Regions from separate parts of the Mus musculus genome. Here all the other regions are linked to region 1. Evidence: chromatin contacts called from public HiChIP or PLAC-seq and Micro-C data. All regions are on one chromosome and are shown on one strand. The core of a region is the stretch at or near the end of the contact, and the rest is flanking DNA. Distances in the headings are between cores, read along the strand shown.

Region 1 (4,321 bases), core at 1,108-3,607:
TGGTGGCTCACAACCATCCGTAATGAGATCTGATGTGCTCTTCTAGGGTGTCTGTCTGAAAACAGCTACAGTGTACTTACATATAATAAATAAATGAATCTTTTAAAAAAATTAATTTTCTCTTATTTGAGGAAGGGTCATCATTCTATTTAGGCCTTCTTTTGTTTGGGTGAGGTCCACTCCCATTAGGGAGGGCATTTTATTCATTTAAATGTTACTCTCATCCCTAGATATCATAACAAAAACATCCAGAATAATGTTTCACCAAGTATCTGGTTGCCACATTGCTCAGTAAATCTGGCACATAAGATTGATCGTAATAGTCTCCTTGTCTTCTGCCCCATATGAGAGAAATAGATTTAGCAACAGCAGTGTTGCTGAGTCTTTGGAATTTCATTCTAAGATAGATGAAACATTAGGATCTTGGAAGGAACGCTGACAAAAAAACCATACCATCAATGCAGCCCAGTTCATATTTACCACTTAAAAGAGATTTTATTTTTATTTATGTGCATGTGTCTGTGTCTGTAAACACAGGTATCTGAGGAGGTCAGAGGGGTTACTGAATCCCCAGAGGTGGAGTTGCAGAAGGTTATGAGCCTTCTGATCTAGGGACAGAGAACCTAACTCAGGTCCTCTGCAAGAGCCACAAGAGTTCTTAACTGCTGAGCCATCTCTCCAGCCCTTTATTTTTCGTTTTTGTTTGTTTCATTTATTTTTTTCAAGACAAGGTTTCTTTGTGTAGCTCTGGCTGTCCTGCAACTCATTTTGTAGACCAGGCTGGCCTCAAACTCAGAGATCCACCTGCCTCTGCTTCCCAGTACCAGGATGTACCCCACTACCACTCATGCTCCAGCCCTTATTTACTAGTTTTGACACTTTTTCTGTGTTAAAAACAGCAACAGTAGCAAAATAAAGTAACCGTTGCACATTCGTTATTTCACCCAATGCTGACTTTATTGTATGCCTCAGGTACTCCCTCTGTACACAGAGTTTATATGCCTATCTTGGTGACATGAATTTCTTATTGCTCTGTAATGATTTAAATGTGCCATTTAAGGGCAGGAACCACAAGCTATTCATTTTTGTGTTCCCAGGATTCCATCAAAGGACTGGCAAAAGGTATTGCTAATTAAATAGTTGGTAGCTGAGTGTAGTGGCCTAAGCTTGTTATCAAAGCACCTTGGAGGCAAATACAAATTCAGAGCCAGCCTGGTCTACCCTGAGAGACCTTTGTCTGTAAAATCGAGCAGTTTCTCTCCGGGAGGCTTGTGAGGAATAAAGCGAGCTACTGAATATGCCAGCAAGATTTTGATGAAGGGACCCTGGTCTCATATGAGGCTATGTCAGTGCCTGGCAAATACAGAAGTGGATACTCACAGTCATCTATACGATGGAACACAGGGCCCCCAATGAAGAAGCTAGAGAAAGCACCCAAGGAGCTGAAGGTCTGCAACCTTATAGGTGGAACAACAATATGAACTGACCAGTACCCTCAGAGCTCGTGTCTCTAGCTGCATATGTAGCAGAAGATGACCTAGTTGACCATCACTGGGAAGAGAGGTCCTTTGGTATTGCAAACTTTATATGCCCTAGTACAGGGGAATGCCAGGGCCAAGAAGTGGGAGTGGGTGGGTAGGGGAGCAGGTCGGGGAGAGGGTATAGGGAACTTTCAGGATAGATTTGAAATTTGAAATGTATATAAAGAAAATATCTAATAAAAAAAAAAAAAGAAGAAGAAGAAGAAGCCAGGCTTGGTGGTGCATGCCTTTAATCCCAGCACTTGGGAGGCAGAGGCAGGCTGATTTCTGAGTTCGAGGCCAGCCTGGTCTACAAAGTGAGTTCCAGGACAGCCAGGGCTACAGAGAAACCCTGTCTCAAAAAACCAAACCAAAACAAACAAACAAGCAAACAAAAACAAAAAAAGAAAAAAAAAACTGTGAGCTACTGAACGAAAAGTATTGCACATCATGGCCTCTCAATAAAAGATAATTATTCTTAATTACTATGAGGATATGGAACGCTAGGAAAGTTCACCTGGGGTTAATCAGCTCCAAAGTCGAGGTAACAAGTCAAGATTTGCATACGAGACGCTGGAATAAATTAACCAGACAGGATCTGTGTCCTAAAGGAATTCAATCAAAATAGAGAAGAGAGACATTAAATAATATGTAGTCTCATAGGTGAGATACCAAAATTATGTGAAAAGCACTCGGTAACAAAGACGGCAATCCATACTGCCCAGAGAAATCACAGGGAAGGTGACAGGAGCTGGGGTGAGGGTGGAATCTGGGGAGAGTTTTATCCCTTGGGTTTTAAAAACTTCCGGAACCAAGATGCTGCGTGAGCAGAAAGCGTCTCGGTAGGATTTGGTGGACGGACGTGATGAAGACCTTTCCGGCCCTGTTTCCAGACGCCTGGGGTCGTGATTGCTAGGGTGGATCTTCGGTTTGCTCAGAAGCCGCTGTGGTCGAGAATGAGCGGAACCCTGGGAAAGGTAACGCAGATTCCACGCACGTAGGGAGCTGAGGAAAGCGGAAGGGAAAGCAGAGCTGGAAGGTGTTTGCGTGCGGACGTTTAGGCCTAGGACTCTGCGAACAGGCCTTTCCCAGCAGTCCCTGCGGCGCCTCACTGTCAATTCTTTCCCCGGCCCAGGGCGAGCTTGCCAGTCTCGTGCCACGCCCCCTCCACTTGTCACCCTCGCTGCCTCGTGCCTAGGAAAGGGAGAGTCCCCACACACGGAATATCGTCCCCTTAAATTGTCTGACCTTGGGCAGGTCATCTACTTTTTACATTTAATCATCTTTTAAGAGAATCCTCGCTGAAGTGGTTGGGATGTGAATGAAGTTACTCGGTGATAAGAGGAATACAATAATGATAAATTACACTTTTGCTTACAAAATCTTATTTGAGAGCATTTCATAAAACCGAGCGAACCAACCATTTCGTTTTGTTACTCTTGGCTTCCAAAATATTAAGAGACTATTGCAGAACCAGGTGAGCCTTCTTTCCTTTTATGAGACGAGGTCTCATCATGTAGCCCAGACTGCTCATGACACAAGTCTCCTGCATCAGTTCCCCCCAGTGCTTGGATAACAAGTACGCATCACTACCCCAAGCCACACTACCATTCTTAAATCTGGTCCTTGTTTTTCTCTTCCCTTAACAAAGTTACCAGATCTCAGTTGGTCTTTTCCACTTGTGTCATATTGCTTAGGTTGTTGTTGTTCCTGTTCTCTTCGTATTGGGGTTTTATTCCAGGCATTAATTATAGAGACTTTATCACCATAATGTATGTATAAATCAATATGGTCATTGCCATTTTTGGATGTGGGACTACCCTTGAATGTCTCTAAATTTGAGTTTCTCATCCCATCCTTCATGAAGGGACCCACTAGTTCTCTTTAGCCAATTTGTGATAACAGGTCTGCTGCAAAGATAATAGAAATAAACTTCAACATTCCATTCTATTCTCTGGTTCTATTTATCTTCTTTCCAAGGAAGGAAGAGAAGATCAGTATGCAAGGAATATAATTTGCAATAGTGCAGAAGAATCCATGGAAACCTGGCACTAAGGCCATCATCTAACAAAGCCAGGAATTGGGGTAGTGTCTTTAATCATAGAACTTGGGAGGCAGAGGTAGGAGGATCAGGAGTTCAAGGACAGCTGTGATTATAGATTTAGTTTGAAGCCAACCAACCTAAGCTACTTGAAACCTGACCTCAAAAAGTAAAAGAAAAAGAAAAACAAGCCCAAAAGTATAATAGAGGATACTGCAAATAGGAATGGGTGTTTTGTAAGGGATGAAGGATGGTGCTAATAAGAATGTTGGTATTTTGTAGTCATTTGTTTAGTTTTATTTGCTCTTCACATATTATTATTAAGCAGTCCTAGCTGACAGAAAAGGTGTGGAAATTCAAATGTCAGTAGTTATAAAATCTGTGTTCCTAATAACCTTCATGAAGATAGATTTTGAGAGTCGATACAGTCATAGTAGAAGAATGCTGCCAAAGGAAACACTAGAAACAAGATCAACTTTTATGAGAACTTAGAAAAAAGACTTGAAAGCATTGATTTTTGTATTCAAATACTTGAGGCATTAGCTCTAGTACCGACTGAGGACAGTGAGGATAACGTGAAGCTTCTGGGATTCCACTTTGGTGCCTCTTCATCTCTTCCTTCTCTTTTGAATTTGACTACTTTGTTTCCTTTCATTGAGATAGTATTTCACTTTTTTTGAAGGCTGACCTTGAACTTGTAGGTTCTAGTGATTCTCCTACTGCTGTCCCTTAAGTAGCTCAGTCTACAGGTATTTGTCAT
Region 2 (4,321 bases), core at 544-3,043, 230 kb before region 1:
AGCTGAATGCAGGAACTGAAACTCTGTTGGATAGAAACGTTAGTTGAAATTACCACTAAGAATCTTTGCAAAGTTGTACATACTGCAGTTCTACAACAGACCTGTTTCACGATAGCAGTTCCCCAGGCTGCATAAGAGGCAGACTGTGGAGGACAGGAAGGACCCCCCCTGGAAAGGGTGACAGACTTGCCATCCAGGAAAGTTTATTTGTTGCAGAGAAACCTCTCTGAATGCTGCAGGATCTCCCAGAGAAGTGACCCAAAATTGCCTGCATATGAACAGGAGTAAGGTCGTGCTCTCTGCTTGTCTATATTAAGACTATTTCAATTCTCCCAAGAACTGTGGAGGGATTTCAGGCATGATGAAGGCTTTACAATGAAGAAAAAAATGAAGGCTCAGGAGATATGACCACCATAGATAGGCCTCTCAAAGAACTAGGTCCAACGTAGAGACACTCCATCTAGGACAGTGTTGTGCCGTAGAAGGAACACAGGCTATGGGGTCAGACAAATGGGTTTGAATCTCAGATACATGGCATTTTAAATTTAATTTTGAAGGTTATTTAATCCTCTCTGAGTTAAACTGGAGGCAAGAAACTCTAGCTAACAAGACAAAGGTAAAAAGGTACACTTGTAACTTGCCTTGCATAGAGATTTTTCTCTACTTTCTCCCAGGTTTGTAATTTGGGAAAACCTCATATATACTTCATATAGTTTAACTCTAATGAGACAGAGATGAGAACATGCTTCTTATGAGAGAGTTTGGACATTACTTTCCTATTTAGTCTTCTTTCATTTTCAAGTTACATTATCAGGAATATGTTAAACCCTTTGTTCCCTGGATTCTGAAAAAGATCTCTTGGCTAGCTCTTGCCTCCTGTGAGGCTAAATACCTAAATATGATCCCTAAAATTGGTAAACACTTAGGAAGAAGCCAATAAAAGGCAGGTAGTCCACTGCTTTTCAGAACCAATGAAAGAGCGAGCTTTCCTCTGTATCCTAGGCAGATGTATCTAAGGAGCACAAAGGCTGCTAAAAATAGGGTCTCTCCAAGCAATTGCTTGGTCTCCTTGAAGTAAGGAAGAAAATTTAAACCCAAGTGCCTGGCTCCTTGCAGGCACCGCCCTGCATTCCAAATGACCAGCTCTGGCAAGAAGCTGAGAATCACCTATACTGTTCCCTCTGACCTTGAGCCTCTATGACAGGAATTTCCCTGTAACAGTCAGACCTAGGATGGTAGAGGTAAGCAACACACAATATGAAACACACGCAGCTCTCAGTGTGTGTGCATGAGCATGTGTGTGTCTCAAATGTCACACAAACATTTGAAACGGTTAATTCCAGTTTGGTACCTCTTCTTCCCCTACCCCCTTCCTTCCTGTTTTTTGTTTGCTTCTTTGAGACAGGCTCTCCCATGGGGTACAAGACAATCTTTAACTCTTGTGTAGCTAAGGATGACCTTGAACTCTGATCTTCCTGTTTCTACCTCCAAGGTGCAGAGATAATAGGTATGCCTGGCCAGTGTGGGGCTTTCTAACACAACACTCCAGTACTATCCCTTGTTGTGGATTTGGGTTTCTGAGTAAATGGTCTAGCTTTAATCATAGCTTACAAGTGTCTTGACTTTTTAAAGCACTAATCCTTAGGTAGAGACTTCCTTTTTATTTTAGTATTGAAATGTAATATTCCACACACAGCAGCACCTTTCCAGACTCGCCATGTTTTTAACAGTCTCAGACTCCTCTCTGAACTGCCTTCTTCTCCAGCCCGGCTGCTCCCGTCTAACACTTCAGTGTCTGCCCACTGTCTCAGCAATGACAGGCGGCTAAGAGTTCTGGTGCAGCGGCAGGATGCCAGAATGCAGATCTAGCTGCTGAATTTCAATAAGTTTCTTCTTTCCCAATTGGAAATTGGGAAAAACAAAGTACTCAGTTTGTTGTACTATAAAACAAGTTAACATCTATAAAGAGTTTCAAATTGTTGTTGACACAAATGAAACATTGAATTAATCGAAGTTTTGGTTTTTTGTTTTGTTTTGAAACAGGGTCTCAATTATGTACCCCTGGCTGACCACGAACTCATGGAGATCCACCTGCCTCAGTCTCACAAATGCCAGGATTAAAGGCATGCACTACCATCCCTGGACTAATAGCAGTATTTTATTCCTTGTTCTGCCAGCTACTTGCCAAACTGATCCTTAAATAATCCTAAAATCTCTTCCCACAAGTGCCAAATACTCTTGAGAAGGTAGCTTGCTGTTAGAGGGTCCCCTTCAGCTACCTCTAGTGCTAGTCCTGAGCCGCTCTGCACTGCAGGCATTCCACCTCCTGTCACTCAACTTCCCAAAAGAAGAAAGAAGACGAACATCAGAGTCCTTGTTGCCATGGCAGCTGCTGGGAGGCCTAGCTCCATGTGACTCTGGCATCTCTGACTGGTCTTGTCTCGCCCCCCCCACCAGTGCACACGGAATCCCACTCTCACCCGGATGCCCCTTCACCTGCACATTCCTTCTTCACTGTGCCTTTGGTTTTCTTTTTTTTTAGCTGAGTCTCTGGAAAGCATGCTACCATGCTATCCATTGCTCTCATTTCTCTGTGTCACTACACACTGCTTCCCAGGATCCCCACCTCCCTGACTACAGCCAGTGAGGTCACCAGGATTCCTGACTATGACGACAATAACTTTTCTGTATTCATGACCTCACCGGAAAGTCTGCCACAACTCACCTCCTTCTATTTTCGGCTGGTGACAAAGCCCATTCACAGATTTCACAGTACTTGGATTGAAATCACTTATGTACTGTGACATTTCATAATGTTCTCTTAGTTTTTAAGATAAAATGTTTTTATCAGATAATTAGTGTAGTTTTTATACTGTTGCTGCTCATTATTACAGATTTGTGGCAGTAGAATAACGTATCTTACTGATTAAAGGAAACAGACATTAGTCCACATGCCACTGTTCTCATTAACTCTTTTGGGACAGTAATGGCGGCTTCTTCAAGGGAGCATCACCTACATACAGTACCTTCTAGAGTGAGTAAGGCTTGTATAAACTATTTAATACAGACCATATAAACATCTCTTATGGTGGTTAATTTGGCTGACTTAAGAAACATCTAGAAACCTGATAACACACATATCTAGGTGCATATGTAAGGATGTTTCTAGAGATGACTGGGTCACGAGAGCTCTGACCTAATGAATCATTTAATCCACTTATGCATTCCACATTGGAGTAGATTATGAGGATGTGGTTGAAAAAGCGCCCTATGTGGATGGAGGAAGCAGGTCATGGGTGTGCCCTTCAGGGCTGTATCTTGCCCTGGCTTTTCATCTCACCACTCTGTACTTCCTATCAGGCATGACGTGAACAGCTCCCTTCTGCCACATTTCCAGTACCATGATGTCCTCCCCAAGCACGTGGGACCAAGACATCATGAGCTGAACCTCATGAAATGGTGAACTGAAACGTTTTGATCACAGTTGAACAAAAGTATTAATTCGGGACATATCCATCATTTATTATACGTAAATACGTTCTCTTTTGGGGATGGAAGGGTCTCATGTAGCTCAGGCTAGCTTTGAATTTGCTATGTAGCAGAGGCTACAGTTCAATTCTTGATCCTCTGCTATACTCTCCAAGTACTGAGATTAAAATGTGCACCACCATGCCTGCATAGAATAGTTTGTGACTGTACAAACAAGCCAAGGAAAAATAAATGAAGGGGCTGACTGTAACCTCACAGCATGTGTGTAATATGATAGTAATTCCAGGGCTCAAATATAGGTCTATAAATATAGCCCGTGTTCTTTTCTGTCTTAAACACCTCAGAAGAAGGAGAATAACTCTAGCAAATTCCAGATTGTCTCAGAAAAGCATGGAACAGGAAATCTGCCAAAGGCTCTAGTATAGAAGTTGTTGTCTTTATCAGGATGTCCTGACCACAGGGAGGTTGAATTAAAGAATTCCTGGGGGCTTTTCAATCCCATAATATCCACTAATTAAGAAAATAGAGGAGGGAGAATGTGACATTTAAGGCCTTTCCAAATTGGTTGCTTGCAATCAGTGGCTTAGATTCATCCAGTCCCTCTCAGTCTACGCATTCCCACTAGCTCTAGACTCAGGTGTCAAGTTCCACATCTCCACCGTGCCTTTACCACACTCTGCCCCCTGTACCAGACTTTCTTCCCCTGTGCGCTTCCAAGGACGCCTCCTACTTCTGTCTCAAGCCTCTACTTATAGCTCTACTTATGAGGATCAGTTTTTTTTTTTTGGTTTTTCGAGACAGGGTTTCTCTGTATAGCCCTGGCTGTCCTGGA
Region 3 (4,321 bases), core at 940-3,439, 150 kb after region 1:
CGCACACTTGTTCTTCCTGTCTGGGTGTGGTGGCGCACGCCTTTAATCCCAGCACTCTGGAGGCAGAGTCGGGTGGATGAGGTCAGCCTTAGTCTACAAAGTGAGTTCCAGGACAGCCAGGGCTACACAGAGAGACCCTGACTCAAACAAAAGCAAAAAACTTTTCTTTTCTCCTTTCCCTTGTTTCCCCCTAAATCCTTTGAAACTATCACTTCAGATGAGATTGTCCTTTAGTCAACCTCAAGTGCCATGATGAATGAATGGCACAGTCCAGTGCCCCACCGAGAACATCCTCTGTTTTAGTTCTTATGCTTCACATTGACTGTTCACAGCTGTATTCCATTAGATTAGAATATAGACACAGTCAGGCTAGGAATGAATTCTTTCTCTTATCTGATTCCCAGGGCCAAGTGCATGCCTTAAACACCAAATGAGTGTAACAGGAGTAAGCAGTGCGCTCTGCCTGTAAAACCTCACTTTTCCTTTCTGCCTCTGAACCAGTTTAGTAGCGTGTAGTTTCTTTATTTCAGCACTGGGCCAGGGTAGGGGGGAAGCTGAGATGTAGAGAGGCTATGTTTTCTCTCTGAAGACTGATTCTTCCCTTTCCCCACAGGGATCCCAGGATGGTGTGCCCTGTTATTTTACCAGCTCTAAGAGGTGCTCACCAGGAAAGATGAATGTCCTGAGAAGCACCAGGGAAAAGACTATCCGTGGAAGGCGTTCTTCCCAACGCACCCTCAGTGATCACACAGGCTCTGACACACCTGTCAGAGTGAGTCAAGGAGATTCACCCAAGCTCACTGTGCACACATTAACTAAGTGCTACAACACCTTAGGAACCACATTACATGTACAAATCCGATGCATTTATGTACAGAGAAGGTGCTCAAACAGAGCTAACCCTGAGTTAGCTTCACTCACCACTGATAGTCAGTGTCCTTGGAGATTTTTCCCCAAGTCTGGACAGGTCTACATAGGCTGAGCCAATCCAGCTGTCAGTCTGGTGTGGCCTCTCTAAATTGTCGTTGCCATAGGCTCGCCACACTTGGATCTCTAACTTCTCTTCCCTGAAGTACCAAAGCAGGGACTGGCTCCTAGTGACTTCTGCTCTTTTGGATGCCTTGAAAGTAATCAGGACCTGGTTTTTGTTTGTAGACTCCTTAGGTTTCCTGAGAGGAGTCCAAAAGGCTTCTTGATTGTACAGCTTGTAGCGAAGGTAGCAATATGTATTCTTATGAATGTTCATATGACCAGCAAGCAGCACACAGTGGATAGGAAGCCAGAGCCTTGGGGTAGAGATGGTGACAGTGGCTGGCACCTCTTCTTCTTTCTTGACAAGATCCTTTGGGATGCTCTCAAAGCTCCAGCCCAGCAGCTCAGCAGCTTCCAGTACCCTCTCTCTATCTCCCGGATGTGCGAAGGAAACAGAAAGCTCCAAGCCTCCTACAATCTTCTGCATCAAGTCCAGGTCCTGAGGCAGGCCTTTGTCTTCTGGTAAAATGACAGGATACCATCCTGTGATCCCTTATGGGGAAAAGGAAAGAGCTTCAATCACTGTCTCCAAAGAGAAAACACACCGCCTCTTTACATCTGATTCCCCACTACCCTGGCCCAGTGCTGAATAGAAAACACCCATGCCGGGAAGTGGTGGCTCACGCCGTTAATCCCAGTACTTGGGAGGCAGAGGCAGGCAGATTTCTGAGTTCGAGGCCAGCCTGGACTATAGAGTGAGTTCCAGGACAGCCAGGGCTACACAGAGAAACCCTGCCTCAAAAAAAACAAAAAACAAAAAACCCAAACAAACAAACAACAACAACAAAAACAACAAAGAAAAAGAAAGAAAGAAAGAAAGAAAGAAAGAAAGGAAGAAAGAAAGAAAGAAAACATACCCACGCTGGGTTGGGAGCCTGCGTTCCTCTGACCACTGAGACCCAGTGAGATTAGACAGGAAGGACAAGGCTAGAAATTGGAAGATTTGAGTTCTTTCCTTGGTTTAGACTCCAAACTAGTGGTTTGTTCTGGATAAGTCATTAATCTCCCATAGTGATCTTATTTACTCAAGTTGGTCGATTGCTAAATGAAACAATGGCTGAGGAAGTGCTTTGAAGGGAAGTGCTATAGAATCTGAAACACTGCCCTGGTATTGTGAGTGCAAAGGAAAGGGAATGGAGCAAGAAGCTGTATCCTGGGCCCAGTGCCAGGCCGGGCCTGTTTGTTCAGGCCTCTACGCAGTTATCTTTATTCTACTGTAGTGGAGAACAGAGAGGCAAAGGAATGGGTAAATGATGACTACACTGCAAATTGTGAAAACGCAAACGCAATAGCAATGTGGTTCTGGCCAATTAGCTTCTTTGAGATCATCTGGTCTGCCAAATGGAAACAGTGCTTCTTTATCCTGCTGGAAGTTTACTGTAAGGTCAAACAAAGCCCAAGGAACGATGTTACATCATGCCATATATGCAGAAGTACTGCTACTGTCTTCTCAACATGGCACCAGTTTTCCTAAAGTAGGGTGAGTATGACCTCTGACATTGGGACAGTTTTTACCATGCCTGAGAGAACTGTGAGGTACCTGGGTGAGTTCATAGCATGTGTTAGGGGACAGAATTCCTTGTGTATTTTGCAATGGGAGCTAGACAGGATTACCTCATCATGACAACATCCTTACCAGATCTTTTGACCAGCAGATCTTTCGTTGGAACCTTTACTATTCCAAGCAGATAATCCTTGCACGACTGGATACTGGTTATATCACTGACTGTTGAGTGAAGCAAAAATGAGGAGTTACTGGTGGGCACTGAGGCCTCTCTGTTTACAGTAGACTCCTAGAACATTTCAGCTCTACACATATATCAGGGCTGAGACAATGCATTAGGGATTCTCCTGTTCCCATGCTAGTCAGAGTCTGAAGGTCTTTCAGGCTGTTAATCACACCTTCCTTTTGCAGGCACACGGGAAAGTGCACAAACCTCCTGAGCACAGAACCACTCTCACTCACACTCATGCACTAACATCTGAACACTCTTTCATGAACATGTCACGTCTTACTTTTGCTCTGGCCTTTGGAAGTTGTAAAGATTATAACTCCTACTTCTCAAGTTTTCAAGTATTGCCTAGGAAGGAATATGCCATCCGAAAGAGAGCCTTATGTCGTTCTGAAGGCATTTGCTGCTTACCTGATTTGGTATTTTCATGATAGATAGCAAAAATAATTTCTGCAAACTCCAACAGCTCTGCCAGGAAGCAGGCTTCTCCACTACAGTGCTGAGTCACCAGGTTACACGGGAACTCAATGTGGTGGGAGAACTCAGGGCAGAAGGAGCAGGCCACAGGGCGGGTTTGGCGCTGCTCCCCCTTGGGCAGAAATGAGAGATGGGCGGTGACAGAAGCATTGACTCCAACGGTGGCGCTAAACTGTAAAGCGGGTTCCTGCTCAGCCAACGCCCTGTAGGGGACAAAAGGAGATGAGAAGAAGTTACCCCGACACATTAGAAATCTGCTTGCGTGCCCAGGAATTATCTCTGCTAGTCCCACACCATCCTGAGCATGCTTAGCAACAGCTCTCTATCGAGGCTTTTGGCAGTGCCGTAATGTGCTTTCTTAGCAACCTAGATCTGACTGCACATTTACATGGACGTTCAGGGGGTAAAAAGCTGGAAGAAAATATTAAAACTTGTTATTATATATACTAAAGCTTATCTGTAGGACACTTTTCATAATGTATTTAGCATATTAATATAGATGTACCTGAAGATAATTTATACATAAAAAAGCACACCCCAACTTGAAACTATGCTAACTTTTAAATTAAAATGCTCAGTTAAAACTGGGATACCACTGCTACTAAAAATGGGAAACTCAAAAGTTTTAATGTAGGGAGTAACCTGATTAAAAACTACCCTGAGGTGCTGGATATAAGGTTACCCTGTCACTATAATAAAGTGAGACAAAAACTAGATTTCTTTACTATCTTACTTTAGAACATACCAAAGCAAGATCAGTCTGTAAACCTAACACTCTTGCATAGCCTGGGTGACCCTTGTAGCTTAACAGGTTCAACTTTGACTCTCGTCTCGCCTGCCCTTCTTCTAGATAAAATGTAATAAGAAAGACAATGCAGCAAAGTGTTGTTCCTTTGGGCCCTTTCCCAGATGAGCAAATCCCAGTTAGATGCTCCAAGTCCTCTGCAGCCCTCTCTGCTTCCCCCTGGTGTTTACTTCCTGTCACTGCAATTAGCAGTAAACCCAACTTGTTCAATGAAATTGATACCTGTGATCTTAGTGCAGCGCCTTTAGTGTCATTTGTTATTGGCAGATGATTA
Region 4 (4,321 bases), core at 704-3,203, 140 kb before region 1:
TTCTCCTCCTTACAGTTTTTGCATAGGTAAAATGGAAACAATACAGACAACCTCTCAGGATTCCCATTGAATTTAGAGATAAAATATGTGAAGATAATACATGTGAACCACCCAGGATAATGTCTAGCACATGGTAGCTATAGTCCTCTCTTGCCCCTGTGAATTTTCCCAGCCAAAGTACACAGCTGAAAATTTAAAGCACAATATTCTAAATACAAAATAGATTGTTTGGTATTATGGAAAATAAATATTTAGGTGATTTAAACTTTTAATTTCCATCAGATATTCTGGCTTGGTGTAGCGAGTGCTTAATTTTAATCAGATAATCAAAATCAGCCTGCCTTGAATGGCTAAGCCAACCCTCTCCGTCTCCGTCTTTGAAGGTTCTCTGGGTACCTAGTAACCACCAGGCAGCCCCAAAGTAAAGAAAATTGGTTCTGCCTTGGGCTAATTACCCAACCAGCCTGAACAATCTGGAATAAAGGGAATTGTCAGCTAGAATGTTAGTGAAATTATCCACAACAGGAGACCGGAGAATCCAAATACCACCAGGCAGTTATTTCCATGAGAATAAAATCACAATTTATGAGCCCTGCAAATTATACCATTATTAAAACAAACATCCCATTGAAGCTACAGCTATCAGATAAATGGCTTTATTGTCCCCATTGTTTCATCCACTGCCACAAAGAGGTGCAAACTGAATGAGCAGTTACCAGAAGCAGTAATTTCTAGGAAATTACAACGCAGACTCCATGTTAAAGCTCCTTTGTGCCGAGTGTACATGCTCCAGGGGGAAAGGTGAAATGAAGAAGCAACTGCTCCTCACCTGCCAACAAACTGGAAACCCTACAGCCAGGCAGGAAGAATTCGCCAGTTTCCCCGGCTTTGTTTCCCCTCTCAGCAGGTCATTCGCCAGGCCTGCTTGGGTGAACAGAGCAAATCACTCTATTCACTAGGAAACCTTTACAATCCTCCAACCCAAATAAACGCAGAAGAGACAAGAAAACGGCCCTGGCGTCCTTGGCTCACCACAACACAAAGTACCTCAAGCTGGAGCACTAAGAAAATCCCTTTACACTGTTAGCATCACGTACATCAAACTGTACCCCCAGACTTAGATAAGTGACCTGAGACGTATTACTGAATCCTATGCACATGTGCATCAAGGAAGGGACAAGGCAAAGATAACGACTCACTGAATGCACAGATACCAATTTTGGAAGTGGAAGGAATGCAATTAGCATTTGCTATATGGCAACCACAGCACCCAGCAGTCTTACTTTTCAAAACCCTGAGGTAGAACAGATATATCCAAAGGTAAGAATTTAGACTCAGAAAAACAAACTCACTTACCCAAAAATCACAGAGCTTCTAAAACTAAGATCTGAGGTTAAATAAATATTCTCTGATTTTAAAATTATAAATACTCTTCGAAACAGGGTTTCTCTGTGTGTAGCCCTGGCTGTCCTGGAACTCACTCTGTGGACCAGGCTGGCCTCGAATTCACAGAGATCAGCTTGCCTCTGCTTCCTGAGTGCTGGTTCTAAGTTATATGCCACCATTTACTGCCCAAGAGTATTCCTTCCTTTTGATTGAACTCGTGAATTATAGAAGGCCCAGCCCACTATAAAAGGAGCTTGCCCTCTCCTCACTCTCCTACTTCTTATTCTCTTGCTCCCTTGCTCTCCCTCTCTATGTCTTCTCTTCTCCCCTCTCTCCATGTGGCCATGGCCGGCCTCTACTCCTCCACTCTCTGCCTTTCTACAAGAAACACCTTAAAACCATGGACTATCATCGGGATCCGCCATGCTGGAGCAATGGAGCAGGTTTTCCTCTAAAGAGGAGTGCATCTAACCTCCTGTCAGAGGCCTCCCTGAGCTCCTGCCACAGCCACCACCAACCTAAGCTACCCTCAGAGCAAACCGCCTGAGCTAGCCAGTCTCTCTCTCCTCCCTGCAGTAACCTGCCAGAGCTCTCCTCCCTGCCCTTTTTCCTTTGGCCGTGGGCCAGAGTCTGCCCCAGGGTCTCCACTTTGTTCTCAGCATTTCTGTGACATACAGTGGCATATGGGATGTGTGAGAGTGAGAACCTGCCATCCCGGGCCTCCGTGCAGCCCAGGGACCCCAGAACCTGCCCAGCAGTCTGTAGTGCCCAAGAGTCAGAGTGAGTGAAGCCCAACTCCAGCAGTTCTGCGGAGACCCCAGGCTGTGCCCTTTCCTCGCTCCTGGAGTGGGATCCCATGGCTTCTCACAGTTCACTGCCAGTCTGGGGGGGGGGGGGGGGGGACCACGGTGCAGTCAGACTTCCCAAGTTCCGCCTTGCCCAGGGGCCCTAGCCCCGAGCGGACTCAGGAATCCATTTTTTTTGCCCCACATCTTGGGCGTCTAGGCAATGGAAAGGGCACCGGAAAGCCTCACAGGGCGTCAAGCTACCTAAATTTAAACTTTCCTGCTTCAGAAACACTAAAGTTGGTTCACAAGGCAACATGAGCTCAAGGCAAAGCTCTATAACCCTCAGTGTCCTTTGGCCACCAAAGGAAAGCATGAAATCGTAATCCTGGCTCCCGGGGCTTGAGAGTCTCCTGGATGTTAAGCCCCATGCCAGTTCTCAGTGTACACTCTCCCTAGGATTTCTCAGTAGTGTGTGATGAGTGGTAGCATCCTCATTTTACAAATAAACTAAGACTGAGAGATAAAGTAACTATAGACCACTGTTAAAACTGTGGTATCAGAAAACACATCTGCAGCTGCTTGACTTGGAGGCAGAACTAACGGGAAGGATTTTAAAGAAACACCAAGAAAGTTTAGGAGATGGTAAACATACTCACCGTCACAACTGTAGTGGTGGTTTGCCATGGGCATAACCAGATGGCAAAATTTAGCACACTACATAATTTATGTTATTTCTTGCATATCAGCTTTATCTCAGTGAAGCTGTTTAAAGGCAAACACACTCACACACAAACACCATGTACAGACACACAACCATAGCACATTTGCTTTTTGACTAACCACTGACCATCATGTTATAGCATTAGCCTTGAAATTCTGTCTGATTACCCATATGGCAAGTCAATGAACTATTTCCTTAACCAATATAATTTCTAGTTTATATTAATAATATATCACTGAAAGTTTTAAGTACTTATGAATAACAAGTATTTTTCTAAACAGTAAGTTTTAGAATACATTTTCATATAAATGTAATGTTAATTATAAAATGTGACTTGGGCCGGGTGGTGGTGGCACACACCTTTAATCCCTCTCAGGAGGCAGAGGCAGGTGGATTTCTGAGTTCGAGGCCAGCCTGGTCTACAAAGTGAGTTCCAGGACAGCCAGGGCTACACAGAGAAACCCTGTCTCGAGAAAAAAAAAAAAAAAAAAAAAAAAAGATTGTGATTTGGTAAAGGAATAAAAAGTAGAGGCATTTATATCACACAAACCTGGAAATGAACTCCACACTTAATCCCTACTAGTGGACTTAGTCAAGTTTCTAAACTTGTGTCCAGTTCTGCATTTATAAAATCAAAGTGAGCAGAACACATGCCTATAATCCCAATACGCAGATAGCGACAGCAGACTTCTATGATTTAAGGCCAGCCTCGTACACAAAGTGAATTCCAGGCCAGCCTTTCTTTAAAAAAAAAAAAAAAAAAAAGTGTGAGTGATAATAAGCAGGTTACTGCACAGTTCTGGCTGGGTATGTAACCAGACACTACTAGCATTTATTTCCTACAAGTCTGGAAGCTGGGAAGTCCAAAAACAAGGTGCCAAGAAATGCAGGGTCTGGTGAGGATTTGCTTCCTGTCTGTCTTCCAAAAGGCACTCTTCTCATTGCCCCCTCACACAGGAGAAAACAGAGACAGGGGCATGCCTTAGTATGTCTGCTTATAAAGGCACTAACACATCACAAACATTCTACGATCAAGATCTAATTACGTCCAAAGGCCTCATTCCAAAAACCCATCACATTGGGGATTAGAGCTTTGGGATGAGAATTTGGAGGAAACACCAACAGTTAACAGAACTATCATGTACAGGAAATCATGCCATGTACCAAGCACTGAAGTCACCACTGTATTTCATTTAATCCTCACAACAACTGCATAAGTAAATACTACTGTAATAAGTGGAGAAAGTCATAAAAAAAATTAAATCACTTTGAAGGTCACACATCAAGTAAATCCAACAACTGAAATTTAGACTCATTTGCAAAATTATGCTGATGAATAAACTTGAAATGATATAAAATACTATCAGTGTCAGTATCAAATAAGTAATAGAGTTTCTACTTTCCCACCCCAGGCTGAGGAGCAAAC

What was found. Hi-C and Micro-C count contacts between places; a contact is called where the count stands out from the background. HiChIP or PLAC-seq counts read pairs in DNA pulled down with a chosen protein or histone mark.
Region 2: an H3K4me3 HiChIP or PLAC-seq map of forebrain shows a contact between it and region 1, with 2.7 times the contacts expected there. The contact joins the enhancer-like site here to the promoter of Mrpl48 in region 1. A contact is called at or near these places in 3 of 115 datasets of contacts at active chromatin or transcription factors (forebrain, microglia and stem cell-derived neural progenitor cells) and 2 of 9 other capture datasets (adipose tissue and embryonic stem cells).
Region 3: a contact with region 1 is called in an H3K27ac HiChIP or PLAC-seq map of microglia, with 5 times the contacts expected there. The contact joins the enhancer-like site here to the promoter of Mrpl48 in region 1. A contact is called at or near these places in 1 of 39 promoter capture datasets (the SN4741 cell line), 1 of 15 datasets of contacts at CTCF or cohesin (large pre-B cells), 2 of 484 Hi-C or Micro-C datasets (pre-B cells and pre-megakaryocyte-erythroid progenitors), 4 of 115 datasets of contacts at active chromatin or transcription factors (intestinal villus epithelium, large pre-B cells, memory CD8 T cells and 1 more) and 3 of 9 other capture datasets (adipose tissue, liver and pancreatic islet).
Region 4: a Micro-C map of embryonic stem cells shows a contact between it and region 1, with 3 times the contacts expected there. The contact joins the enhancer-like site here to the promoter of Mrpl48 in region 1. A contact is called at or near these places in 1 of 484 Hi-C or Micro-C datasets (embryonic stem cells), 1 of 115 datasets of contacts at active chromatin or transcription factors (bone marrow-derived macrophages) and 2 of 9 other capture datasets (adipose tissue and pancreatic islet).

Annotation. Positions count from the first base shown.
Region 1 is chr7:100,581,166-100,585,486 of GRCm38.p6, reverse strand. Mrpl48 (mitochondrial ribosomal protein L48) reads left to right here and starts at 2,357. Exons shown (of 8, transcript NM_198831.3): 1 at 2,357-2,497. The coding sequence starts at 2,477.
Region 2 is chr7:100,814,438-100,818,758 of GRCm38.p6, reverse strand. It overlaps Fam168a (family with sequence similarity 168, member A), which reads right to left. Exons shown (of 9, transcript NM_001362169.1): 4 at 1-23. Among named protein-coding and RNA genes, the nearest start is that of Relt, 47 kb to the left of the region's middle. Within about 2 kb of position 1,793, at least 47 of the 459 cell types and tissues checked have an H3K27ac peak or open chromatin away from gene starts, as enhancers often do. A contact at or near this core is called in embryonic stem cells, forebrain and stem cell-derived neural progenitor cells, where this site is marked.
Region 3 is chr7:100,429,174-100,433,494 of GRCm38.p6, reverse strand. C2cd3 (C2 calcium-dependent domain containing 3) reads right to left here. Exons shown (of 33, transcript NM_001017985.3): 21 at 3,177-3,445; 22 at 2,669-2,758; 23 at 922-1,524. Among named protein-coding and RNA genes, the nearest start is that of Gm10603, 38 kb to the left of the region's middle. Within about 2 kb of position 2,189, at least 77 of the 459 cell types and tissues checked have an H3K27ac peak or open chromatin away from gene starts, as enhancers often do. A contact at or near this core is called in adipose tissue, microglia and pre-megakaryocyte-erythroid progenitors, where this site is marked.
Region 4 is chr7:100,720,188-100,724,508 of GRCm38.p6, reverse strand. The region is part of intron 1 of Fam168a (family with sequence similarity 168, member A); the gene reads right to left. Among named protein-coding and RNA genes, the nearest start is that of Fam168a, 16 kb to the right of the region's middle. Within about 2 kb of position 1,953, at least 43 of the 459 cell types and tissues checked have an H3K27ac peak or open chromatin away from gene starts, as enhancers often do. A contact at or near this core is called in embryonic stem cells, where this site is marked.